Regions from separate parts of the Mus musculus genome. Here all the other regions are linked to region 4. Evidence: chromatin contacts called from public HiChIP or PLAC-seq and promoter capture Hi-C data. All regions are on one chromosome and are shown on one strand. The core of a region is the stretch at or near the end of the contact, and the rest is flanking DNA. Distances in the headings are between cores, read along the strand shown. Region 1 holds the start of Tbce (tubulin-specific chaperone E). Region 2 has its middle 44 kb from the start of Gm20043. Region 3 overlaps B3galnt2 (UDP-GalNAc:betaGlcNAc beta 1,3-galactosaminyltransferase, polypeptide 2). Region 4 holds the start of AW209491 (expressed sequence AW209491). Region 5 overlaps Gli3 (GLI-Kruppel family member GLI3).

What was found. Promoter capture Hi-C pulls out the DNA fragments that hold promoters and counts their contacts. HiChIP or PLAC-seq counts read pairs in DNA pulled down with a chosen protein or histone mark.
Region 1: a promoter capture Hi-C map of pre-B cells shows a contact between it and region 4. The contact joins the promoter of Tbce here to the promoter of AW209491 in region 4. A contact is called at or near these places in 16 of 39 promoter capture datasets (the 3T3-L1 cell line, the C10 cell line, the HPC-7 cell line and 11 more), 6 of 484 Hi-C or Micro-C datasets (B cells, CD4 T cells, LSK cells and 3 more), 14 of 115 datasets of contacts at active chromatin or transcription factors (bone marrow-derived macrophages, craniofacial prominence, effector CD8 T cells and 10 more) and 1 of 9 other capture datasets (liver).
Region 2: a contact with region 4 is called in a promoter capture Hi-C map of stem cell-derived epiblast-like cells, with 5 times the contacts expected there. The contact joins the enhancer-like site here to the promoter of AW209491 in region 4. A contact is called at or near these places in 5 of 39 promoter capture datasets (cranial neural crest, embryonic stem cells, frontonasal cranial neural crest and 2 more), 2 of 115 datasets of contacts at active chromatin or transcription factors (both in embryonic stem cells) and 1 of 9 other capture datasets (embryonic stem cells).
Region 3: a promoter capture Hi-C map of liver shows a contact between it and region 4, with 2.8 times the contacts expected there. The contact joins the enhancer-like site here to the promoter of AW209491 in region 4. A contact is called at or near these places in 21 of 39 promoter capture datasets (the 3T3-L1 cell line, 3T3-L1-derived adipocytes, the C10 cell line and 16 more), 1 of 15 datasets of contacts at CTCF or cohesin (the NIH/3T3 cell line), 4 of 484 Hi-C or Micro-C datasets (the G1E-ER4 cell line, adipose-derived mesenchymal stem cells, embryonic fibroblasts and 1 more), 14 of 115 datasets of contacts at active chromatin or transcription factors (the 230-238 cell line, the NIH/3T3 cell line, astrocytes and 11 more) and 4 of 9 other capture datasets (adipose tissue, embryonic stem cells, liver and 1 more).
Region 5: an H3K27ac HiChIP or PLAC-seq map of acute myeloid leukemia shows a contact between it and region 4, with 7 times the contacts expected there. The contact joins the enhancer-like site here to the promoter of AW209491 in region 4. A contact is called at or near these places in 11 of 39 promoter capture datasets (the 3T3-L1 cell line, 3T3-L1-derived adipocytes, the HPC-7 cell line and 8 more), 5 of 115 datasets of contacts at active chromatin or transcription factors (acute myeloid leukemia, bone marrow-derived macrophages, embryonic stem cells and 1 more) and 1 of 9 other capture datasets (adipose tissue).

Annotation. Positions count from the first base shown.
Region 1 is chr13:14,037,699-14,042,960 of GRCm38.p6, reverse strand. It overlaps Tbce (tubulin-specific chaperone E), which reads left to right and starts at 3,323. Exons shown (of 17, transcript NM_178337.3): 1 at 3,323-3,423.
Region 2 is chr13:15,328,887-15,333,792 of GRCm38.p6, reverse strand. No RefSeq gene overlaps it. Among named protein-coding and RNA genes, the nearest start is that of Gm20043, 44 kb to the left of the region's middle. Within about 2 kb of position 2,817, at least 3 of the 459 cell types and tissues checked have an H3K27ac peak or open chromatin away from gene starts, as enhancers often do.
Region 3 is chr13:13,992,585-13,997,693 of GRCm38.p6, reverse strand. It overlaps B3galnt2 (UDP-GalNAc:betaGlcNAc beta 1,3-galactosaminyltransferase, polypeptide 2), which reads right to left. Exons shown (of 12, transcript NM_178640.3): 9 at 3,154-3,279; 10 at 2,419-2,578; 11 at 1,911-1,967; 12 at 1-801. The coding sequence ends at 661. Among named protein-coding and RNA genes, the nearest start is that of B3galnt2, 40 kb to the right of the region's middle. Within about 2 kb of position 2,978, at least 14 of the 459 cell types and tissues checked have an H3K27ac peak or open chromatin away from gene starts, as enhancers often do. A contact at or near this core is called in hippocampal neurons and liver, where this site is marked.
Region 4 is chr13:14,627,908-14,632,696 of GRCm38.p6, reverse strand. It overlaps AW209491 (expressed sequence AW209491), which reads right to left and starts at 2,439. Exons shown (of 2, transcript NM_134067.4): 1 at 2,333-2,439.
Region 5 is chr13:15,576,136-15,581,158 of GRCm38.p6, reverse strand. All of the region lies in intron 3 of Gli3 (GLI-Kruppel family member GLI3), which reads right to left. Among named protein-coding and RNA genes, the nearest start is that of Gm6556, 110 kb to the right of the region's middle. Within about 2 kb of position 3,533, at least 15 of the 459 cell types and tissues checked have an H3K27ac peak or open chromatin away from gene starts, as enhancers often do. A contact at or near this core is called in second pharyngeal arch cranial neural crest, where this site is marked.

The sequences.
Region 1 (5,262 bases), core at 2,074-4,573, 590 kb after region 4:
ATCAGTGAACTAGAAGGTGAGTTTGTTACAGGTGACTGGAGATGAGGGATAAGATCCCAGTGAAATGGGCCAGGTGTGGTAGCACGCGCCTTTAATCCCAGCACTTGGGAGGCAGAGGCAGGCATGGTTTACAAAGTGAGTTCCAAGACAGAGAAACCCTGTCTCGAAAAACAAAAACAAACAAACAAAAAACAAGATCCCAGTGAAACTTAGACCCCCCAAAGAGGAACACAGGCACAAGCGGAGTCTTTCTGAATATGGCAGCTGGTACAGCTCTGAGAGGAAAGGTATCCTGGCGGTCAAGAACCATGGAATACCATAAAATCACAATGCACAACAAACCTCACAAAGATACTTATTGGGAAAAACACAAGAAGGTGGCTGACTCTGCTCAAGAGAGAAGAAGTGAAGAACTGAACAGAAGGCAGGTTTTATATATAGTCTTATTTGGGGGGATGGTGATAGTGTTTTCCTGGGTGGCCTGGAATTTGTGGGATTTTATGGCCTGATCTTGGGCTTTTCTTTTTCTGTAGGGTATGCCCTGGCTGCTCCAGCCTTGAGGGGCTTATGCCTTGACCTTGAAATGATGTTCCTGCTTCTAGCTCCTGAGTCAGAGGATTGCAGGTGTACAGGACCACGCCTGTTTTATATAGTGCTGGGGATCTAATCCACAATTTTGTGTGTGCTAAGCATTCTGTCAATTGCATACCCAGCCCTATTTATTTGTGTGTGTGTGTGTGTGTGTGTGTGTGTGTGTGTGTGTACCTATTTGTTTGTTTTTTTTTGAAGGCCACTGATTTTATTAATTTAAAAATATTTTATAAGGACAGTGACTGTTTTTGCCAAAAAAGAAAAAAAAAAAAAAAAAGGGAAAGGAACCAAAGGGCATCCAACAGATAATGAGGGAGAAGGGGGTCAGGAATCCATTCAGGAAGGCTGGTAACTGTTGCCACAGAACTGCAGGGAGAGGTGGAAGGGAAAGGCATGCAAGGGCAAGGATTCCAGAAAGGTGGAAATGCTGAGGGGAGAGAACTCCCCAAAGACCCTGGAGAACATAGGAGGTGAAGGTGGCAACAGCCATCTTTTTCTTCATGCAGGACAGGGAGGAGCCCTGCCCTGCTGCAGACTCTAGAGACTCTATGCTGGGGCTGGGGGCTGAGGGGTTCCCAGAGAACATTATAAGAAGGCATCACTGCCGGGCGGTGGTGGCGCATGCCTTTAATCCCAGCACTTGGGAGGCAGAGGCAGGCGATTTCTGAGTTCGAGGCCAGCCTGGTCTACAAAGTGAGTTCCAAGACAGCCAGGGCTACACAGAGAGAAACCCTGACTTGAAAAACCAAAAAAAAAAAAAAAAAAAAAAAAAAAAAGTCCCAGGACTGCTTGGCACTGGCACCACGTGTGTCTTTCAGCCATTCTCTAAAGAGGTCTTCATCATTCTTTATAAGCCTTGTTAAAGCCCCTTTCCTCCTGCTTCCTGCCCAGGAGTTCACCAATACCAGCCAGGCTCCCCACTGGCTTTTCCCCCATGGACTCTGCCACGAAGTCTCGGTGCTTTTGGGAGGTTGTCATCTTGATCAGGCTTAACCAGCAGCTCTGGCTCTGGCAATAGCCCCTTGCACCTGCCCATACCTCAAGCTACTAGAATGTTCTTCTGTGTACTTATTTGTATGGGTACCTCTGTATGTGAGTATGCATGTATGTGCCTGTCATGCCAAGGGTCAATAGTAGGTATCTTTCCTCTTCCTCCTCCTCTTCATCACCACCATCATCATTCTTGACAGTTCTAAGGATAAAACCTAAAGACTCACACATGCAAAGCTAGCAATATTCCTCCTCACAGACTATATGAAGCTCGAGAAGAAGGCCAGCCAAAGTAAGGATGCTTCAGTCCAACTTAGAAGGGGGAACAAAATAATCACGGGAAGTAGAAGGTAGGGAGAACTTGGGAGATATAGAGGAATGTGTTCTTGTGTAAAAGTATAAAAATTCAAATGATCTCTTCTACAGTAAGTCATTCAGGGTAAACTCAGTAAACGTTTCTGGGCCAAGATCACTTAAATTTGGTTCAGAATAGCCTATCTCTTTTCTAGCATGTGTTTTGTATCAACACTTCCTTGAAAAGCATGAAGTTACAATAAATGTGGAGATATTGGCATGGTGGGCCAAGCCTGTGATTTTAGCACTTGGTAGATGGAGGCAGGATATTAAGGAATTAAGACCAATCTTGACTTTGGTAGTTAGGTGACAGAAATCCGCCTGCCTCTCCCTCCCGAGTGCTGGGATTAAAGGTGGGCGTCACCACGCCCAGCTTGACTTTGGCAAGTTTTGAGGCCAGCCTAGGATACGTGAGACTTTGTCTCAAAACAATCAGCAGCAGCACCTTCATGAAATGTTGTCCTTGAAAAACGCTCCCATCTGAAGGTCTGTGTTTCTATTGGAGACTTGCCAAATGACAATAGTAGCTTAGCCCCTCCAGGCAAGAGTGAGTCATGTTCTATGACTACTGAGACGGTTTCAAACAGGAAAGGTTCTGGCAGCTTATTTCATCTTTCATTAACCACTGACAACAGATTCACTACAGGGTTCTCGTTCACTGCTGTGCAATAAAACAGATTTATAATTAATTATGTCTCCCAGCAGAGTTGTGCAATTCCTCTTGGATTGAATTACAGCACTCTTTTATTACTGTTTTCGTGGTGCTGTCTGGTCAAACTGACTTGGATCCAGCAAAGCCGGAGCTCTTCCAAGTAAGTTTTTGCCAGCTTCAGGTATAGCAATATGAGGGGTCACATTGCGATATGCTTATATACATAGCATCTTAAATTTGTTTTCAATGAAATAGTTACTGGCTTTTTAACATCTAAAAATAAACCAAAACACTCGATTCATAGGAACGTCTTGTTTAAAGTGGTGACTTACTTAAAACATTGCGTTTACTCTTGTTCTCCCTCATGCCTTAGCTGGTTAACTTTTTCTTTCCAGTTCTGGAGGGATCAACACTACACCTTTCTATGTAACTATGAACTCCCTACGGTGATTTAGTGCCCATAAGCATGAAACATTTTTGTTTTTTAGATATGAACCCCCCTCCGCTCCTCCCATCTCTCTTGCCTCGACCTTCCCAGTGCTGATTGTAATTGCCATGAGCCATCACGCCCAGCTATGAACTTTTAGTTCGCGTCTTGAATCAACTACAGTACGCAAAATCGACTGGTCCCACAGTCCTTCGGGGTTGCAGTTCCGGTGTCTACCTTACCAGCACTTCGCGACAATAGGGTTCGCGTTTGGAAGGGCTAAAGTGGTTTTCATCACTTCCTCTGCGGAGGTGGGACTTCCGGTCTCCAGATACTTCCGCCTAGAGCCGAAAGCTTCGTCGCTGATTGCGTGAGGGTCTCTGGGTGCTGACAGACCGGCAGAGGGAAGGTGAGCTTCGTAAGGTCGTGGAGCTGAGGTGGCGAGCTGCCCAATGGGGCTGGGTTGCCTGAGTGTGTGCTTTCTGCTCCGAGACTTCTCCGGTCGGCTGGGCCCCATTGTGGGCTGACCCAGCGGAAGGCTAGTGCGCCTGCGCCAAGCGCCTTCTGGATCCTCCCCACCCCTCCCCCGTTAACATCTGGGCGTGGGTCTCAAGTGATGCTGCCATCTCTTCCTTTTGACGTTTCTGGTGGACAGCGGTGGAGGGTGGTGGGAGGGCAGAGAGGAGTATTCAGATTTTTTTCCCTTTTTTTGAGGGGGATATTTTATTTACATTTAAAATGTTATCCCCTTTCCCGGTTTCCCCTCCGGAATCCCTCTATTTCATCCTTCCTTCCCCTGCTTCTTTGAGGGTGCTCCCCACCCACCCGTCCACTCCCACCTCGCCGCCCTGGCAGTCGCCTACACTGGGGCATCGAGCCTTCACAGGGCCAAGGACCTCACCTCCCATTGATGTTCAACAAGGCCATCCTTTGCTACATATGGGGCTGGAACCATGAGTCCCTTCATGTGTACTCTTTGGTTGATGGTTTAGTTCCTGGGAGCTCTGCAGGGTCTGGTTGGTTGATATTGTTCTTCCTGTGCGTTGCAAACCCCTTCAGCTCCATCAGTCTTTTTTTCTCTAACTCCTCCGTTAGGGATCTTGTGCTCAGTTCAATGGTTGGCTGCTAGCAGCTGCCTCTGTATTTGTTAGGCTCTGGAAGCGCCTCTCTAGAAACAGCTATATCAGGCTACAGTCTGCACACTTCTTGCCATCCACCTTAGTGACTGACTTATCTCACTCAGGATATTTTCTAGTTCATTCACTTGCCTAAGAATTTCATGAAGTCATTGTTTTAATAGCTGAGTAGTACCCCATTGTGTAAATGTACCTCATTTTCTGTATCAGTTTCTCTGTTGAAGGACATCTGAGTTCTTTCCAGCTTCTGGCTATTATAAATAAGGCTGCAATGAACAGAGTGGAGCATGTGTCCTTGTTATATGTTGGAGCATCTTTTGTGTATATGCCCAGGAGTAGTATAACTGGGTCCTCAAATAGTACTATGTCCAATTTTCTTACAAACCTCTAGACTGATTTCCAGAGTGGTTGTACCAACTTGCAGTCTCACAAACAATGAAAATGTGTGTTCCTCTTTCTCCACATCTGCTGTCACCTGAGTTTTTGATCTTAGCCATTCTGACTGGTGTGAGGTGGAATCTCAGGGTCATTTTGATTTGATTTCCCTATGACTAAGGATGTTGAACATTTCTTTAGGCGCTTCCTGGGCATTCAGGATTCCTCAATTGAGAATTCTTTCTTTAGCTCTGTACCCCATTTCTAATAGGGTTATTTGGTTCTCTGGAGTCTAACTTCTTGAGTTCCTTGTATATATTAGATATTAGCCTTCTATCAGATATAGGATTGATAAAGATCTTTTCCTGATATGTAGGTTGCCGTTGTGTCCTGATGGCAGTGTCCTTTGCCTTCAGAAGCTTTTCGGTTTTATGAGGTCACTTTTGTTAATTGTTGATCTTAGAGCTTGAGTCATTGGTGTTCTGTTCAGGAAAATTTCCCCTGTGCCCATGTGTTCGAGGCTCTTTCCCACTTTCTCTTCTACTAGATTAAGTTTATCTGGTTTTATATGAAGGTCCTTGATCCACTTGGACTTGAGCTTTGTACAGGGAGGTAAGAATAGATCAATTTGCATTCTTCTACATGTCAACCACTAATTGAACCAGCAGCATTTGTTGAAAATGCTGTCTTTTTCCCACTGAATGGTTTTAGCTCCTTTGTCAAAGATCAAGTGACCA
Region 2 (4,906 bases), core at 1,568-4,067, 700 kb before region 4:
GGGATAACATTTGAAATGTAAACAAAGAAAATATCCAATAAAAATGAAGCATTTTGGTATGTTTATGGAATAATACTTGTACAAACACATTTTTATATCTACTTAAAGGTTTTGTTCCTAGATCCATAGAAAGTAATTACATAGTTTAAAGTTGTCATCAAACATGTTTAATAATAAGTGATATCTCCATCCAACATTTCAAGCTTTTCATGATTTTCATATTTAAGACAAGTATATAATACTGTGGAAAAAAACCGAACAAAACTAAAACTAAAAATACTAATACTCTTTTGCCTCATTCTGATCTCAATTTCTAGAGCTAGTTGTCACAATTAGTCTGGTATATGTCCATGCTGGCTACAGTTCCTTTGAATGTCCTGTGCTGATGAAATGCTCTAGAGTTCTGCTGTCTGATATATGAAACCTACTAGTCATTCATAGTTATTGAGCACTTGGACTATTGCAGATGTGTTTAAAATTAATGTTAATATAACTGGACATTAATAATTTCAGACTTATATACAGATAACCATTGACCACTTGAACCTCTATTTATTTTCTGAGTGTTTAAGTTTAGATTTTAAGTATAAATAAATAGAATTTTGAAAACACATTTTATTTATATTGATTGAAAAAGAATGCCTGGGAACTATTAGTACCAGGAGCATGCTGGCATCCTCCCCCGGTCCCCCAGGGCTTGTCTGGGATACTCAGTAATGGTCTTGTCATTTTGTTTTGAGCCCACAGGGGACATGCTGCCGAAGATGTGCATGAGCAGGTGTGACACTGCACGTGGGTTCATGGCAATTGAGCTGTGACCTTTCTTTTCCTTTTTCCTTTGCGAATTCTTGACACAAAGAAATAGTCAGGTGGCAGAAGAATCTTCTTACTATGACTGCTGTTAGCTGAAAATGATATTCTTTACGAAGGTTAGCAAGTTCTTTAGCTCTTTTTAAAAAACGGTTATTAAATATACCATGGAAAGTGCAAATAATCTGGTTTAAGCATTAGTCATGCTGATATGGAGAAATCAGCTACTGGTTGTTCTCCTAGCTTGCTTCGAATGAGTCCTATAGCCCGTTCATAAGCCCCAGCAAGGTTTTTTTTTTTTTTTAATAAATTTTCTCTTTATGATAACATGGAGAAAAGTTCTAGATAAATATTTATCAATTCTTGGTTGTTAACAAAGTTTACAGTAGAGGAAACAATGGAGTGTGGTTTGTCAGTGCAGGAGGGAAAGGTACTGATGCCCAGATGTGGTTCTAAACTTTAAGAAATGGGCTAAAACTGTATGTCACTGTTGTAGCCATGGAGTTTGGGCCCCATTCCCTCCTGAGTTGGTTTTCTCCACTGGTCACGTCAGTTGGTAGATTACTCAGTTGTTTTACCAAGGCTGCTATGAGCAATTCAGGCCTGGGTTCAGTGGGTCTTAATCAAAGGAACACTTTAAGCAGAGCCCAGAATCACACACTGTCACAGGGAGATCAGAGATCTGGATTTGACAGCTAGTTGTGCCCAGTTTCTGCTCAAATGCAGCTAACTATTAAACTAGGAAAAGAATAGTGAGTAGCATTTTAGATCTAAACTTTAAACCCTCACCCCTACAAATCAACTGGAAGAGCAAGAATTAAACATTTCCTCAGAAAGAGAATTCTTTTATTCCCCATCGAAATCTTGTTGAATCTCTTTCACTTAATCACAATAGCAAACTATCCCAAATCAACATGTGAGCTTCTCTAGAGTCTCATCAGAAAGAGAGGGGGAGGGAAGATGTAAATTTAGTTTGATTTCAGTAGATGAGTCAATGTCCCCCAGGTGACCTGAGGAGGGCCAAGTAAGTCTTGTGGTCTCTGGAGCAGTGACAATCCAGACCAGGGCTGTGGCAACTTAGGATCTCCTTAGTCTGACTTTGGACTTGGCACATCAACATTACTGAGGACACATAGAAATGCATGCTTAGGACCCACCACTGAATCAGAATCTGCATTTTAACAAAGCTGCAGGTTAGTTTTTAAAAAGAAAAATGCATTTAATGTTATGAGTATGCCTGAGTGTATGTATGTGTACTTCATTCAGGCAGTGCCTGAAGTCGTACTGGATTCCCTGGTAGTGGAGTTATAGATGGTTGTGAGCTACCATGTGGGTTCCAGGAAAAAAACCCAGGTCTTCTGAAAGGACAAGTAGCACTCTTAACTGCTGAGCCATCTCTCCAGCACTACACAGGTGGTTTTTATACATTAAAGTCTGGTGAGTCTGAAATTTATCTTCTAAGGGTAGCCTGATACACAAATCCCATTTGGCCTAAGGTCCTTGATTACAGAATGTATCTTGCAATCTTTCTGATCCAAATCAGATCTCTTTCTGAGCACCCACCATGACTGGCATTTACAAAGCATCCCATTTCTTTGTATTTCTCAAAGCTTTTCTGCCCAGAAATCTGCTAAAATGCTGCTGTTTTGCTCAAGGAAGCCAGGTGGCTGTGTCTGAGATAAAGATTTGCTGTAAGTTGATTACCATCTATGGCTCTGAAAAACTGAGTGGAAACATCTGTCCTAAGGTCATGACGAATTCAGTTGCCTCTCAGATCCCTGAAATCGACACAATATGGTCAGAGTCTCTTTGTTTAGGATTGCCTTTACTCAGTGTCTTCACCAAGCCAGCAGTAAATATTAGTTATGTTCCTAGTGCTGGCTTCTCAATTGGGATCAATCTCTGAGGACACGTAATGACATAGAAGACTTTATGTTTCTGAAATGGAACAATAGAGGCTATATATTGTGTCTGGATTTGAATTCTCTTTTCTGTCCCAGCCCAGGAAAATACATTTGCTGATTTCTTAGAAATTGCTTTAATTTCTAGTGTCCATTGCTTGGAATTGAGTAGCTTGCATTAGGACTCTGGACATAACAATTACCTTAGTTACTATATGCCTTTCCAATTCTATAGAATCCTATCTTTGACTGCAATATTCAGGTACCCATGATTATCTCCAGATTTACAAACAGTCTTGACGGGCAGGCACAGTTTCCAGATGAGTCTGTTAATGACATGCTGCCAACTCTCTAATTTGGGTATTTTCTAACTTCTTGACAATGTCTGTTTTAAATCCTAGTCAAAATGACAGTCCAAGAAACCAAACTAACATGTTATAAGGAAAAAAAATATTGCTTAGCAGTTCTTTGTCTAGAAACAACAAAACAAGTGCTCTTCCTAAATAGTTAAACCACCTTAGACTGAAAACAAAATAATATCGACAGAGCAAAAATCATATTTCTGGCATTGATTCCTGGACAGTGATAGAAGAATAATGTGGATGAGATACATTGTCTGTGAAGGCTTCCAATTCATTATCCTACTCAACTACAACTTTAGGCATTTTGTTCACTCAGTAAATACAAAGCACTGAGGTCTTATAACATGCGGTGCCTAAGGGAATGGCACAAAGATGACAGTTCTCCAAATAAGAACACCACTATCAGGAGTGAACTGCAACAATTTGAGCTGTTTTTGGGATGGGCCTTACAGGCACCCTTGGTGTTTAGCCTAGTATGCTGAGTTAAAGATGGCACTACAGCAATCTTGCTACATGCTTGGTCACCCTAATATTGCACTTTAATTCTATAAAAATTATATTATGTATTTGCCACATGCTTGTTACAGAGGCAAGAAGAGAAGGTCAGATCCTATGAAACTGGATTTGCAGGGAATTGTGAGCCACCTGATATGGGTGCTAAGAACTGAACCTGGGTCTTCTGTGAGAGCAGTGTGTGCTCTTAGCAGAAGCCATCTCTCCAGCCTCTAATGGATATTTTTTTATGAAAATAGCCTGTGTATGTATGTATGTGTGTGTGTGTGAGAAAGAGAGAGAGAGACAGAGACAGAGAGAGACAGAGAGAAGCACACACAGGATATTCAGTTTTCTTTTCTCCTTGTTTATTACATTAAAAAAATTATTTGTTTTTGTTGCTATCTCCATCTGAATATATGAGCAGCACATGAGTGCAGTGCCCATAAAAGCCAGAAGGAGGCAGCAGATACCATGGATAGAATTACATGTAGTTACGAGCCTCCTGACTTGGATGCAGGGAACCAAACTCCGGTCCTCTGGAAGAGCAGGAAGTACTGTAACTACTGAGGCCAGAAGTTCTTAACGTTTCTAATGCTGCAACCTTTTAACCATAAAATTATTTCATTGTTACCTCATAACTGTAGTTTTGCTAATATTATGAATCATAATATAAATGCGTTCGGAGCTAGAGGTTTGCCAGAAGAGTCATGACCCACCCGTTGAGAACCACGTTAAGCTGAGCCACTATTATATATTTCTGTAGCTCCTATTATATATTTTTCTTTTTCTTTATTCTTCTCTTATATAATACATCTCGACCACATCTTCCCCTCCCTCTTCTCTTGCCAGCCCCTCCCACCTCCCCTCTCCCCCAGATCCACTGCTTCTTCATTTCCCTTTAGAAAAGAGCACCCCCCCCCTGCCCCGGGATATCAAGCAAGCACAGCATAGCAAGGTGCAATAAGATTAGGCACCTCTCCTCATATCAAAGGTGGATAAAGCAACCCACTAGGAGAAAAAAAAGGCCCCAAAAGCAGGCAAGAGAGTCAGAGACACCCTCATCCACACTGTTAGGAGTCCCACAAAACCCCCAAGTTAAATCCCATAGCATGTACGCAGAGGACCTAAAACAGACTTATGCAGGCTCTGTGATTGCCACTTTAGTCTCTGTGAGCCCCTATGAACCCTGATTAATTGATTCTGTGGGCTGTGTTCTCCGGTGTCCTCATTTGCTCTGGCTCTGTCTTAGTCAGGGTTTCTATTCCTGCACAAACATCATAACCAAGAAGCCAGTTTGGGAGGAAAGGGTTTATTTGGCTTACACTTCCATGTTGCTGT
Region 3 (5,109 bases), core at 1,729-4,228, 640 kb after region 4:
ACCTCCTGTGCAAGCTTAGGTAAACATATCAGGCAAGGCAGAGTAGTGCCTTCCCCTACACCTCCCTGTGACACTGAACCCTGAGGTGTTTACTTTGACTCTACTCACAAAAACAGTTTAGCGAGCGTGTGTCTCAGTACCAAGCTAAGACATTCAGGATTTACTTAAACAGTAAAAGAAAACATGATATGTATGTAGATAAACATCTTTAAAAGTAAGATACCAAACTTTAGTTTACATTTCCTTTTCAAGGTCAGGTTGTATCAGAGATCCACAAACTGGTATTTCCAGCAACCCAGACTTTGGTATATGTGGCCCCTGTGCCACACAGCATCTTTGTAGTTTCTTTCTGGCCTAATTAAGTTTTGTAGAGCTTTTTTGTAACCCTGCTGGAGATTCAAATGGAGTTATTTTCTGAATTTGGCCATTTAACCAAAAATGGTAATGAGTTGCTAATTAGTATAAGTGATCAAAAGTTAGCAATATTTTTTGTAAAATAATTTGGTATAAATAATCTTTAAATTTATAAATAAAAACTTATGATACCGTATGAGTTGATTGATTACGATCTGTGCAAACACTAGTAATACCCTACTGCTTACAGCTCACGGTATACCAGCCACGGCTTTCCTTGCACTTACAGACCCTGGGGTTTGGGGATCATCGTACTTTTGCTTCACACTGACAAGGATCCCCACACAGCTCCTTCAGTTCCCAGAGTTTGCTCAGCTCTTCTGGTGAGTACTGAGGAGAAGACAGCATTCCTGTCTCACAGGTTTTCTCACACAGCCACAGGCTGTCCTGTTGAGAAACAAATACGAAATACAAGACAGAATCAGGAAGGAAGGAAGGAAGGAAGGAAGGAAGGAAGGAAGGAAGGAAGGAAGGAAGGAAGGAGAGATAGATAGATAGATAGATAGATAGATAGATAGATAGATAGATAGATAGATAGGAAGGACACCTAAATGTACTCTACCCAAATCTGAATAAGTATCAAATGCTGTGAGAGTGAAGCTGAGTTCCTCCCATCACTATGCTGTAAGAGCAGGCATGTCCAAGATGCCTGACGCAAGTCCCAAGTATTATACTGCTCAACGGAATAACAGAACATGTATATGAAGAAACACATTGAATCTCAGAACACAGATCCTGAGTAAAAATCTAAAAATCTTTTAAAACCATGCTTCTGATGAACACAGGCTGCTGATCCCTGTCTCTCAAAAGCACGCCTAGAATGAGGGACTCACCAGTGGCAGCAGAGTGGGCACTATGCCTTGTGTACATGGAAGAGAACAAAGCCCTCTGTCCAAGAGGCTCTTCAGCTCCAGAAGGCAATGTAAATTATTTAGAAATGACAGTGCCCCATAGGGCAAAACAAAATAAATATCCTATGTATGACGATTTAAGTGGGGTCACAGTAAGGATCTTCACATAACAACAAGCTCCACACACAGCCTATAGAAACTATAGGTCACAAGACTCTGATTTGCTGAGAAGGCGGAGTATGATGTAGCAGCAGGACTCGAGCTTATTCTGGTCCTGCTGAGTGAGTGTGGACGTGTGGCTCTGAATGGCAGACACTGCGTGCGTGTCCTGTTTTCTGTACCTTCTACAGCCAGAGAAGAAGGTTAAGAATCAAGAAATGAATACAACAAATGAGGCAAAAATCTTGTTCCTTCCAGCCCGTTTTCCTACCTTCCATTTTAGTCTTTGCACACACATCCTGCCTCCACACCACTAGGTCCTTAGAAATAAAATTCTAGGTAAAGTCTGCTGTCAGAAAAGTTGAGAGGTCACAATTTAAAAATCATAGCTGGGACACCAGAAGCCTTTTATCCCCGGTGCCAAGGGTTGGATGTTCACTTGCACACCTACAAGAGCCCAGAGGTCAGCATCCCAGACCTGCTTACCTGGTGTCTTTTAGGTCCTATGGCTGCCATCCAAATGCCCATGCTGACATCTTCACCCTACTCAGGAGCAAATGCCAACTTCTTAATGTTTTTGTAACAAAAAGTGATATGTAGAGTTAGCCAACCCAGATGTGTAACGATGAGCCAGAGATGGGAGACAGGAAGCACACAGCAATCAAGCCCTTTCCTCACATACCTTACATCAACACACTGGGCATACATACTTGGTCCCTGACTCTATAACCAAGCCAGGAGAAAGAAAGCACTTCTTTATGAACAGAAATGTTTACATTCCTCCACAGAATACATTTCCAAACAAAGATTAAAAACAGTGAAAGCAGGCTCAAAGAAAATATTAGAATAGTTATCATGGCTAGAGTCTGAGAAGTGTCAGGTAAATGTCCCTGATCTTTAGGGAGTAACTCCTACAGAGAAAGGACAGCCATGGTAAGCTGGCTCTGCTTCAGGGACATCTCAGGACACTGGACTGTATGAGTGACCTTGTTACCTGATAGGTCTTTAACCTTCTGGAGTTGCCTGCCAGCCAGTCAACGATATCCTTGGAGATCACATACCCTGACCCACATGCAAAGGCAGGGTAAGCCGGGCTCGGGTATTCCAGCTCCTGCCATTTTCCGGTTCTGTCCACTGCCCAATTCAACCTGAAACTGAGACGTTACAATGGTGGCTTCTCTGTAATGGCTGGCCATATCCTTCTACTAGCTGCCTTCCATCACTACCAAGGAGATGAAGCAGGAAAAAGATTCTTGCTGCCTAAGGAAAGGAATTATTTACCCAATGGTAGTTTATACAGATTAGATAAGCTCTCAGTTTCTGAATGGAAACTAAGAGAAGCCCACCCTGTGTTTCAGGACATACTTAACTGAAACCAAACCCACCAAATCATCAACCCGGCACTGGTCCTGAGCAGCAGAGGCAATGGCTGAGGAAATGTGTCAGACATGATTCTAACCGAAACCAAACCAAACTAAGCAAAGAGGATACAACAGTTGCAGGAGACCGTGTGCTTCTAAAACAAAAGCCACATCTTTGACTCCTGGTTAATAAACCTGAGATTTTTCAATAAAATAAACAAAATTCCCTCAGATTACAGTGATAACATATTAACCCAGAAGAGTATAATCAATAATTTTCTTAACTTTATCTATGTAAAAGTAACTTCCATATTTCATTCTAAATTAATCACACTTAATCAGGTATTGGCGGTCCATGTTTCACTTACTTTCCCCACCAAAAATTAGGCCCATCTAGATTCTTCTGAGCAATTCTATTAAACACAGCTTCTAAGTCTATATAACAGTCGTCATCTGTCTTGAGCAGCAAATCGAAGCTGGTGGATTCCACAGTCCTGTTGACAGAAAAAGAAATATGCAAGTCCGTGCAGCTATGGAAGGGCACAACACTACACCTGTACAGCTGTGCACCTTCAGTGTCTTACCCTACACACAGAACACCATTACTGTGGCCATCGACTGCACTTGGTCCTCACTTCATCAACTGGAATCACAGAAGAATGAACAGAAAAGTCTGACTGAAGTAGAATATGCATTTTTTTTTGTTTGTTTGTTTGTTTGTTTGTTTCGTAACAGGGTTTCTCTGGCTGTCCTGGAACTCACTTTGTAGACCAGGCTGGCCTCGAACTCAGAAATCTGCCTGCCTCTGCCTCCCAAGTGCTGGGATTAAAGGCGTGCGCCACCACGGCCACCTTAGAATATGCATGCTAACAAGGGCTTCCCAGTCATTCTCCACATCAGCTACCAGGCCTACCTGTCACCTGTACCCTGCCCCACGTGTGCCTGGTTACAAAGCTCATCATGGGACAGGTATCAGACCTGAAACTCTCACTTAGAACACTGAATGTGATGTGTTATGAAACGGGCCAGGTGTGGTGGGAAGCAGATCCGAGAGCTCTGAATTCTAGGTTAGTCAAAATACTAAGTGAGACAGACGGTCGCAAAGCTTCTTTGTAAAAAAAAAAAAAACTGAATATATTATGGGTTAAAACATGATTTATAAGGTGCAAACATATTTGTCTTTGGAACCAATTTCCAGCATTTCAATTATTATAAACAACCAACCCTCTGTAAGAACTTCATTTCTCTAGTTTTCTTGATGACATCAAACAAGGCAAAACTAGGTTCCCTGACTGTCAGTCCCTGCACAACACATCTGTTTGTAAGTACATATTTGTAAGGGGATCAGCCAACTATATAGACCAAGCTGGCCTCAAACTTATAAAATCCACCTGCCTCTGCCTCTGTAGAAATGAGAATAAAAGTGCACACCACCAAACTTAGTCGTTTATTTTTAACAGTATAACAGAAACGTAGTATTTGCCAATCAGAAATACGCTTTTGTTTTCAAAGATGCTTAGATCACTGGTGGGTGACTCTGCTGAGTAAATAAGGTCAAATAATTAAACACTGATTTAAAACGTGGCTGGTGCCACTAGTGCCCTCCTACACTAGTCCTCTTTTGTGTCCCCAGGGTTTCCTACACAAAGCATGCTGAAAAACAGATGGTAAGTGGTAATGTGGGCTATGAGGAGGCAGATCTAAAAACAGCTCTGCTGAGGTTTGACAACAGTAAAGAGAAGGGAGGCAAAAAACAATGGGAGAGGTAGGTAAGGAGCAGGAGGAGGAAAACTGAAGGTTCCCTGGGAAAGATCTCTGTTAGAAATGCTAGTGCCCCCCCTCACCCCAATCTTAAGTCCTGACTTCCCATTCCTCAAACTCCTCACAGTGGCATCTACACTGGGAATTCTGAGTGCTGGGATTTTAGATGCACCACAACCACCTGCTCGGGATAGGCTCCTATTGCTGTCTAAATACAGTCCTGGTATTTCAGACTCAACTGCCTTCTACCAAAATAATAACTAGTCCCAGTTAGATAATGTTACCTTCAGCAAACTAACCGGACCATCTACAGAGTATGACTCCAAGAAAACATATCCCTTGTACACGTGCCCTTGTGAACTTCCCACCCAAGAAGGGAAGTGAAGAAAGAGATATGATAGTCTTTCCAATAAATAAGGTTTCCAAAGATAAGGAAAAAAATGTGAAATCCTAGTCACACATACTCCAGGGAGTTAGTACTTCAGCCATGTGAGAGAGAAAGCTGTTCCTCGGAAAGTCAGCACAGCCACAAGCAACTACCAACTATGATTGGTAAAATAACA
Region 4 (4,789 bases), core at 1,190-3,689:
AGAAAATGTAGGAAGGAAAAATAACACGAAGGACCTCTCAACACACACACAAACACACACAAAAAAAACTAAGATGGAACTACCTTACAGCAGAGCAAAACAATGTCTCTACTAGATATAAGGCTAACAAATAAAAATCCCAGAAATGGATTATCTTTTGGAGTTGCTGGCCAGGGACGCTTCATAGATACCCAAACATAACGTGGTATTGCCAATCCATCTAGAACTTGATGGCTAAGACCGTATTGCTAAAAACACCAATTTGAGTCATAGGACATGGCGAAATGGAGCTCGTACACACCTAGAAGCTTCAGCTGTCCTGGCTAATTTTCATAGTTCTGCAAGGTGTTATGCAGGCTAACAGAGGAGAAAAGCAATCTTCAATAGTATCTGTGAATCCTTGGAGTTACAATTATGACTGGCCTGGCAAGACATGCCCATCAGTACAACAGCAGCACAAATACTATGGGAGTAACCAGCCACTTTACGGTTGGTATTAACATTTTGTCTAAGCTCCACCCCACAGTTACCTGGCTACAGCCAGATATGCCTGGCTCACTATAAAAGGAGCTGCTCGACCCCTCACTCTCTCTTGCTCTTGCCTTCTTGCTCTCCCTCTGTCATCTAGTCCCCCTCTCTCCCCATTCCTCTCCACGTGCTCATGGCCATCTTCTCCTCTCCTCCGCTCCCCTCCCTTCTCCTCCCCCCCCCCCGCCCCTTTTTCTGTCTCTCCTACCCTGTCAACTCCCCTCCCCATTCCCTGAATAAACTATTCTATACTATACTGTGGTCTTGTGGCTGGCCCCTCAGGGGGACCTCAGTATGGGCCCACGGAGGCATCCCCTTCCCCCATACTGACTACACATCCACCAAACATTCACACACACACACACACACACACACACACACACACACATATATATATATAGGATTTAAGTGCCACTCCATAGGATGAAACCCATACTTGGCATCATTATTAGGCTACGAACCTATGCTAGGGAAGTCATAGGCCCTAGGGGAAAACTTACCACTTTATGCTGCTAGATAGTGTAAACTGACTTATTATTATACCCATAAATGAATGTATTTTCAACCCTCATCTAAGAGGCTTCTATTGCAGTAGATAGTTATTAACACAGTTGTTAATACTCACAACTGGCCAAGGTGCAGAGACTAAAAGACTACATATAACTCTTATTCCTAAAAGGGACATATGTAACACTCATATGTTACTCTCACAAGGCTCAGGGATCATTGTGAAAGGAAAAAAGGTAAGACCTGCAATGAAACCTCCTCTGGACACAGCATGCACCAACCCTGCGCAAGCCTAAGCCAGCATGGCAACTGCTGGCAATTCTGAGCGGCTGGGAGAGGGAGAGACAGTTTTCTCTAGGAGTGTAGCCTCCCTCCCACCCTTCAGTGGAAGACCACACATCCTAGACTATTTGGGTAGTACAAAGCAGTCTTGAAGGAGGGGTGGAGTATGGGATTGGTTGAGTCATCCATGGTGGATATGAACCAAACACATGATATGAAATTCTCAAAGAACTGATTTTTTTAATGTAAAAACAACTGCTTAATATTAAAAATCCACAAACTGTCCAAACAAGAGGCTCTCCTAAACTAGTCATCCTAGGATCTCTCACCTCTTACTCCTTCAATAGATGATTTTTGTTTTCTTGGGGCTTGTTGGATTTTTTTGGGGGGGTGGTGGTGGAGGGGGGATTGTTGTTTGTGTTTTGAGACAGTGTTTCTCCACATAACCCTGCTTGTTCTGGAACTTAATATGTAGACCAGGCTGGCCTTGAGCTCACAGAAATCCACCTTTCTCTGCCTCCCAAATACTGGGATTAAAGGTGTGCGCTGCCACTCCCGGATACAGTCTTTTAAGGAGTTGCCTCTTGATTTCCACAGGGTTTAGAATATCAAGCAATCAAGACTGTCTGATTTCTGCATGTGATGTCAACTTAGCAATGTTTCAATAGAACAAAGGGGATAACCAACTGGCCTCCTGTTCCCATTCTGAAGGAAAAGATGGAAGGACCCAGAACACCACACCAGGTGGCCAGCCTGGCTGTTGGACTATGACAAGGTGCGAGAGCCTGGGGTGAAGTGTTTCTGCGTGAGTGTGGTTCCCATTCTGGTATGTCCACCTGCACCGCTGGGCCTGATCCAACAAGTCCGGATCAAACAGGCTCCAGCTGGCCTAGTGCTTAGAGGCCAGAGTAGGGAAGACGCAGTACTGACCCTTCCTGCCCCGAGACCCGGCCCATGCCCTCCCTCTCCACCTCCCTCTATTCCCCACTCACTCCCTTGGTCCCCGGATCCTCACCAGCAGCGCCAGACACCATGCGCACATGGCGAGGGAACACAGAGGCAGTCTGCAGAGACAGCTCACCAGTCAGTCCTCACCTTGTTCTGCTGAGAGGCACTCCGCCTGCCGAGTCCCGCCTCTGGCATTACGTGGTTCCGGCCCGGTGAGCTTGAGCTTGAGTCCCAGGCGGCACCGCAGCGACCATATTTGTTGAGGGCAACCGGCTTCTGCTACCAAAGCGACGGAAACCTGAGCTCCCAGCCAGCAGGGGCGGGTCAAGGGTTGGGTCTCAATCTCACTGAGTCCTGAATGCTAAAACTTATTTGGGTCTCAGATTTGGATATTTTTAGCAAAATAAAAATCGAGAACCATGAGGTTCCAAACGCCACTCGGAAGCATTTTTAGTTGCATCATCCTGGCCTTTACATAGAAGGAACCTTTAAATGTGCTGTCCTTCCGAACAGGGCAGAGAACTGCATAGCTTCAGGGGCTGTGGATATTTAGTTCAAAGTTATCCGAGGTGAGGGGGAGTTTGAGAAAGCAAAACTAATTTTAAGTATTTTTTTAAGTATTATTTTAAGTATTAGATTTCAATTGTGTTTTCCTTGTCCCAAGTACTACTTTAAGGATAGAAGTAACTCAGATCAGACACACTACCAAAATCTTAAGACAGGAGCAATATCTCATTCGGTGCTTTAAATATACTAAAAAAAAAAAAAAAAAAAAAAAAAAAAAGCTCTGTAGCCAGCGCTATTCCAAATACATTACACACGAATTTATTTAGTTCTAAACTAAAGGGTAAATAGATGTATTTTGCCCCTGAGGCACAAACAACGCTGTAAATGCCTTCAGCAAAGCCTGCCAGGGTTTATCAAGCACAAATTCCAGAGGGCTTTGGAACTTCAGGTGTGTCTAAATGGGGGGGGGGGGGGGGGGCAAGAATTAAAACCATTCTTTAAAAAGACTCCATTAATAACATACCAGAGTTCTTTCTCCCATCCAGGGCAGCCAGCCCATTCCTCCCTCAGAAATAAGTTTATTGTGATGTAAGTAAACAGGTGTCAAGATAGAAAGAAGCCCAACAAAAAATAGGCACCATTAGAAAATGGGAAATTTTCCTGATTAAATGTTGCCCCTAGCCTCCTTGCTCCTCCAATGCTCCCACCCCCTACACCTTTTCCCTTCAAACAGTAAATACGTAAAAACTTCCAAAGAAATCTGACAATCACAATCTACAAGAAGACTCATTCACAAACTCAACACTCCCCAACCTTCTCCGGCTTGGATTTGGAGGACAGAGAAGGCACATACAACAGCACGTTTCCTTAAGAAGTACCTTGTAACTGGAACCTTCAGCTACCTGATTACTTTGGCCCTCAAATAAGCTTCTCTTCATTTAAGGGCTGAAGGCACAGATAGGAAACAGCTCTTCGAAGTAAAGGCATATTCTAAACATCAGTGGACTAGAAAGTACAGTAAGGAATTGAAACACAGCAAAGAGCAAGAATCAGATATTCAGTTAACAGAAATTTTAGGTCCATAATCAAGAAAAGTAAAAGGAAAAATGTAAATATACTAAAAAATTTACAAAAAAAATTTTAATAAGGACCTACTTGGGCATTCGGTCTAATAACCATTAAGAAACTTATCAAATGTCCTTCCTTTGGCAGCACATTTTAAACTAAAACCCAAGTGATCCAGAGAACATTAACATGGCCCCTACAAGAGGATGGCACACACATTTGGGAAGTAAAAACTCATCAAAAGGCAAATAATTGTGGAACAAAAGACAATCCCAAAGGCCACAGAGAGGGAAGTATTTTGTCACAGACACAAACTATAGCTAATAAAGGGGCCATTGCACTGGTTGCCAGGAACTTAAAATTCTAATCCTAGAGAAGTACCGACCCCTCCCACTGAGTATGTTTTTACTCTTCTTTACATCGAGGCAAAGGTTAGGGCTGGAGAGTTGAAAAGCTTGGAAACTGACTGGAAAGCAGGTGAGCTTAAGTACCAAGAGTCAGGAACTCCTGTGTATGACAATCAACTGAAAATGCAAAAAATGGTAAAAGAGCTCAGTGCTCCATTAAAAAGCAGAATCTTCCTCACTCTTCCCTTCTACTTCCCCTTCCCCAGTATATGTAAACGTCAAGAACAGTCACGTTGCTCAGCTAGTAACTTTGCAAAGCAAGATTTATGGTAAGGAATTTGCTGCCAAAGCTTTCCAGATACAACCAAATGTTGGGAGAAGCTATGAACACTGGGAACACTATAATACACAAGATGAAAAGAAACTAACATCCAGAAGCCTAAATGATTTAAGAATGTTTCGGTGTACAATGAGCCCCTACATCAACGAATGAGTTTCTGAAGCAACTAGAACAAAAGGGGAACAGATGAGTTTCAAGGTCAATGAAGAGTTCTGTTCAGCCTTGTGAACAAAGGGGATGGGGTTGCAGGCAGCTTTCCATTTGC
Region 5 (5,023 bases), core at 2,284-4,783, 950 kb before region 4:
TGCCTTTTTAAGCAATGTTTCCACTCTATGACCTAGGTGTGCCCTTATATGGCTCTGGCCTTTCTTTATAATCCCATCTTTGACAGGCAGTCTTACATACTGCAGTACCAAGTACCAAAGCCTTTTAGTAAGTCTAAAGAATTAAAAAGTCCCATAGATACTAACTGCCATAACCAAGTTTTAAGAAAAATGACCACCAGATGAGGATTTTAAATGAGGAAATTCCCCTTAGGGCACTGCAGTCCTGACTGTGTTACCTGGTAAATTAGAAAATGGGTACAGGAGACACAGGAAACTCTAGCTTTTAAAAAGATCAGGTCTCATTACTGAAAGCAGTTTTGACTTGCTTTTTGCCTGTGCTTGCCGGAAAACAGAGCAAAAGATGTTTTATGCTGAAGCTGCCAAGTTACGTTAAAGCCATTCTGGTAAAGAGTGTGACCTCAACAGCCATGCATGCTAATTTACAGTACAGTTTAGATCCAAGTGATGGATGTGGATTTGGTGTGCATTTACATACCATTTTAAAAGAAACCCAGGTTGGGGCTTTCCAGCCCCACATGCCACTGAGGATTCCATGGTCTGGGAGACACAGCCCAGGGCTGTCGGCTGCTGTCTCCATAGCTGGCCAACACCACGGTTAATAATATGTCCATGTAAATGGTAAAGTTCATTATCAAACGCTGCAAATGCAAGAATGTATTTGATGATCATGCTGTCAGAAGATCCTATCAAATATAAGGAATGAATTTAATACTAAATCTTTTAAACAACAAGTTCCTAACACTAACTTTCAAAAATCCATTCCCTATTAAATTTAAAAATTAAAAAAAAATGACTTAGTTTTTTAAAAAACAAACAAAAACCACAATCTTAGTTAGGGTTTCTCTTGCTGTGGCAAAACACCATGATCAAAATCAAGTTGGGGAAGAAAGGGTTTATTTAGCTATTATAGTCCATCGCTGAAGAATGAATGCCAGGACAGGAACTCAACCAGCAGGAACCTAGAGGCGTGAGTGATGAAGAGGCCATGGAGGGATACTGCTTACTGGCTTGCTCCCCATGGCTTGCTCAGCTTGTTTTTCTCATAGAACCCAGGACCACCAGCCCAGGAATAAAACCACCCACAATAAGCTCTGCCCTCCCCCATCAATAACTAATTAGGAAACTGTGCGGGATCTTACAGAAGCATTTTCTCAATTATGGTTCCCTCCTTTCAGATAACTCTAGTTTGTGTGCCAAATTTATATAAAACTAGCCAATACTTTTGACTGATACTAATATTGAGCAAATACCTACCTATAAGCTGAAAATTTTTCATATTTCCTATCTCTTATCTCATATTGCAGATCTGAGAAGTGAACATAGTTATGCCCAACTTCCAAGCAACAAACACTTCAAAGAAATAAATGAAGCAACTATCTATATCCAGACATCTTGGTAACTCTCTGATTCCCACAATTAAGTTTCTTGTTCACTTGACATTGAAAACAAAGTGTGACATTTGTCACCACTGTTGATGAGTCTCTAAGGTTCTAAGATGGACACAGATTCAAGTAAGCTAGTACTGTTAAGAAAAACAAATGTCAAAGCCAGCGGTATGGAAGTTTCCCTATGGCTGTAAGATGAAGGACACCATTCCAAAGTCATCCTTCTGCTCCTCACAAGTCACTCTTGTGGCCCCTCTCACAATTGAAAAGGGGTTTTCAATACACCATCCCATAGAAACTGCCTAACAACCTTGGAGGTAGGCAGGGCTTCTTTGAACTTCCCTTTTGAACATGGGTCAGCCAAAGAACTGTGACAAAGACACATCAACAAATCAAGATGAGAGGCAAGTTTGGTCTTTGATTCATAGCCCTTCCAACAGGAAATTCCAGGGTGAGAGCCCAGGGCCCTTGAAAATTATGGTTAAGAGCTCTACCACATGGCTCATCACAACCACATCCCTGGCCTTGACCTATTTGTTGTTGTTCAAAATATATTTATAAAATACAATATTAACTATGGACAATAAAATTAAAACATAAACAATTATAACTTAATCTTTAAAAGAATCACACTTCAGAATATATTTAAGAAATTACATGATCCAAAAACTATGGGAAACTACTATAATTTATGTTTCCAATTCCAAACTCACAACTAGAGTGAATATCCAGGAACACTTTCAGATCAATATTATACAATAAATTATGAATTACCAATTGCCTAATAAAGACAATCCAACTGTACATCAAGTAGTAAATGAATATGAAAAACTAGCAATGAAGCATTACTCAAGCTGCAAAAATATTCATGGAGTAATGCAAAGGGATAAAGCAAAGGTTTCATGATTACCATTCTATCCGGATTTGTTTCATCTATGACAAATTCATACAGCTAAATAATGCACTACTCCACTCTCTCTCCCTCCTACCCCTCTCAGTGCCCTTCCTCTTTACAAGTCCTTCTGGGACCCAGTGAGCTCAACCACGGTTTTTCAGCTATGCACTGGAATCTGATGGGCTAACCAGTGGGTATGCAAGTGAAGGCAATGACTACCTCTGCCCCAGAACAGTCAATACTTCAACAGGTGATGTGTGGCCCCTCAGGTATGTAGAATATTTATTTGTTTATCATTTATTAAATACGGGAACTGTCAACCCATGTGTCCATGTGCTTGGACTTCTATGTACAGAAAAAGAACACTCGAGGAAGAAACCTTTCAAATGACAAAGAAACCACACTCAGTGTCTTCTCCAAGTAGCTGACTGACCTAGATGATCTAAAGCTGTGGGCCACCACAGGGCCTGCACTTTCTTTTCTCAAATGCTGAACTCAAATCTCTGAACGCTCCCAAATTACCCTTCCTGCAATCCTGAGTTGGTTCTTTGCATTTAGGACCTGAGGCTGTAATTTCTGACCAAAAACGATGTCACCAGTCTTAAGGCAATGTTAACTTCCTTCTGAACCTCAGCTCAAGGGTTGGATGTGCACTATGGGTAGGAATGTTGAGGGGCACCTATCTACTTTTAAGCAGAGTCCCTTGCCCATTAAAAAATATGAAACTACTAAAACACAATTTAAACATCCCAGCAAGAAAGTCATTACACGCACACGCACACGCTCACGCACACACACACACACACACCCACACACACACACACACACACACACACACACACACACACACACACAGTCTTAAGGATGATGGTTAGGTACAGAGATCTCCTAAATATCTGAAACCTACTAGGCCCCTCCCGAGGAATCCATTTTGACAAAGGTTCTGGCACTGACATCTGAACAAACTGAATAGGAGCAAGTGAAGTCACAACAACATTAAGTGCAATAACTTTCAACCCCCTTTCTGGTTCCCAAAATGAAACTTACTAAAATAAAACTCGACAGCCCAAAGCTCCCCGGGATGTATTCCAGATGAACGGAGTCATATACACTCAAGGATGCAAGGCCTCACTCACAGCACACTCGTCTGTATTCTGAGGCCTCACATGGACAAGGGCAGCTGTTTTCATCTGCATCTGACAATGCGAGCCCTGGGTCTCAAAGCCAAGGATTGCTGATGAATGCAACTTTAAATTTAATTTGGGGGGATGCTAATTGTGGAGTGATGGAAAAATGCTGGCGACATTTTGACTTTAGCAGCCCTGCTGCCCTGATTAAAAAAATATCAGCTTTCCATCTCTAAGACATTTCTTAGGTGGACTCCTTACAAATTGTTGAGGTGTAATTTGTGCACAGTTAGTTCTTTGTTTAATCGAGAAATCTGCCCAACCTCTGATTGGACTGATTTCCCTAAGGCCAGCACTGAAGGTTATTTCCTTATGCCTTCTGGGAACACAACCTCTCTAATACATTTCTGAATTATTCCAGACTGAGCTGAAGCTGAACCTGAGAACAAAGCCCTGGTTCCACAGCAGAACGACTAACTGAAGTCCCAGCAGGGAAGGGTTAGGCAGAGATTTATAAGTACAAACACTGAAGAAATTTGCAAGTAATTGCATGTATTTGCTTTCTATTGTGGGATGCAGTAAAGCAGCATTTATTAAAATATCTCAGGCAGGTACTGTTTATTGCCCTCTCCTTGATGCCTTGTAGAAGGAATAAAGTGTATAGCTCTTTTCATTTCTTTAAATTAAGGGGCCAAAACAACCTTTCAAAAAATATAAAGAGGAAGCTGAAATTGGACACACTCTGAATGAATACTGCTTCTTAGCCTGGACTCAAATAGCAACCATGGCTCTAGATCATCGTTCTGATTTCATCTTGCAAAGCTTAACTTTTTAAACGCTGATAAGTTTCCAGGAATCCATTACTTGGGGATCAACAATTACCAGTTTTTTCAATGAAGTGTCTACTACTATTACTGCACTACAGCTGACAAAGATGAACAAATGACAGGCTCAGAATGTTACAGATTCATAAGCAAAGGATTTAAATAACAAGAAAGGGAGTTATGTTCCCTGGCTCCCATAACTGAATCCTTGGGCCACGGCTGGCTTTGGGTCTTAAACTGTCAGAATGAGATGGTCATTAAAAAAAAAGAAGAAGAAGACAGGTGACGCTCAGTCCCCTCAAAACTCTAGTGTCAGAGTTTGCCCCCTTTCATATTTTAATGCCAATGACAGACTTAAAAGAGTGATACAGAAAAGTAGCCAGATGGGTCTTCAACTTTAGCCTCACCCCCAAAAGCTTTTCAATACAGGCTCCTGATGAAGTCGGGAGTAAAGAAGCTCCCCAAAATGTGTCTTTCTAACAAGTTCTCTAGGGATATAAGTGCTGTTAGCCTCATAGAAATATTTACTATAGTCAAGACAAAAGGGAACAAAAATATTTTTAAATCACAAATGACAACCTGAGGGGAATTCACCTTTTTTTCTTCATACAAAAATGGCATGTTAGGCATCAAATCCTAATCAATGCCCCAGTATGTTTCTGTGCTGAGTTTCCAGGTCTTTCCTACCTCTCATCAGTGGCTTTGCATTGGTTTGTGTTCTCGTTCTCGTTCTCTCTCTCTCTCTCTCTC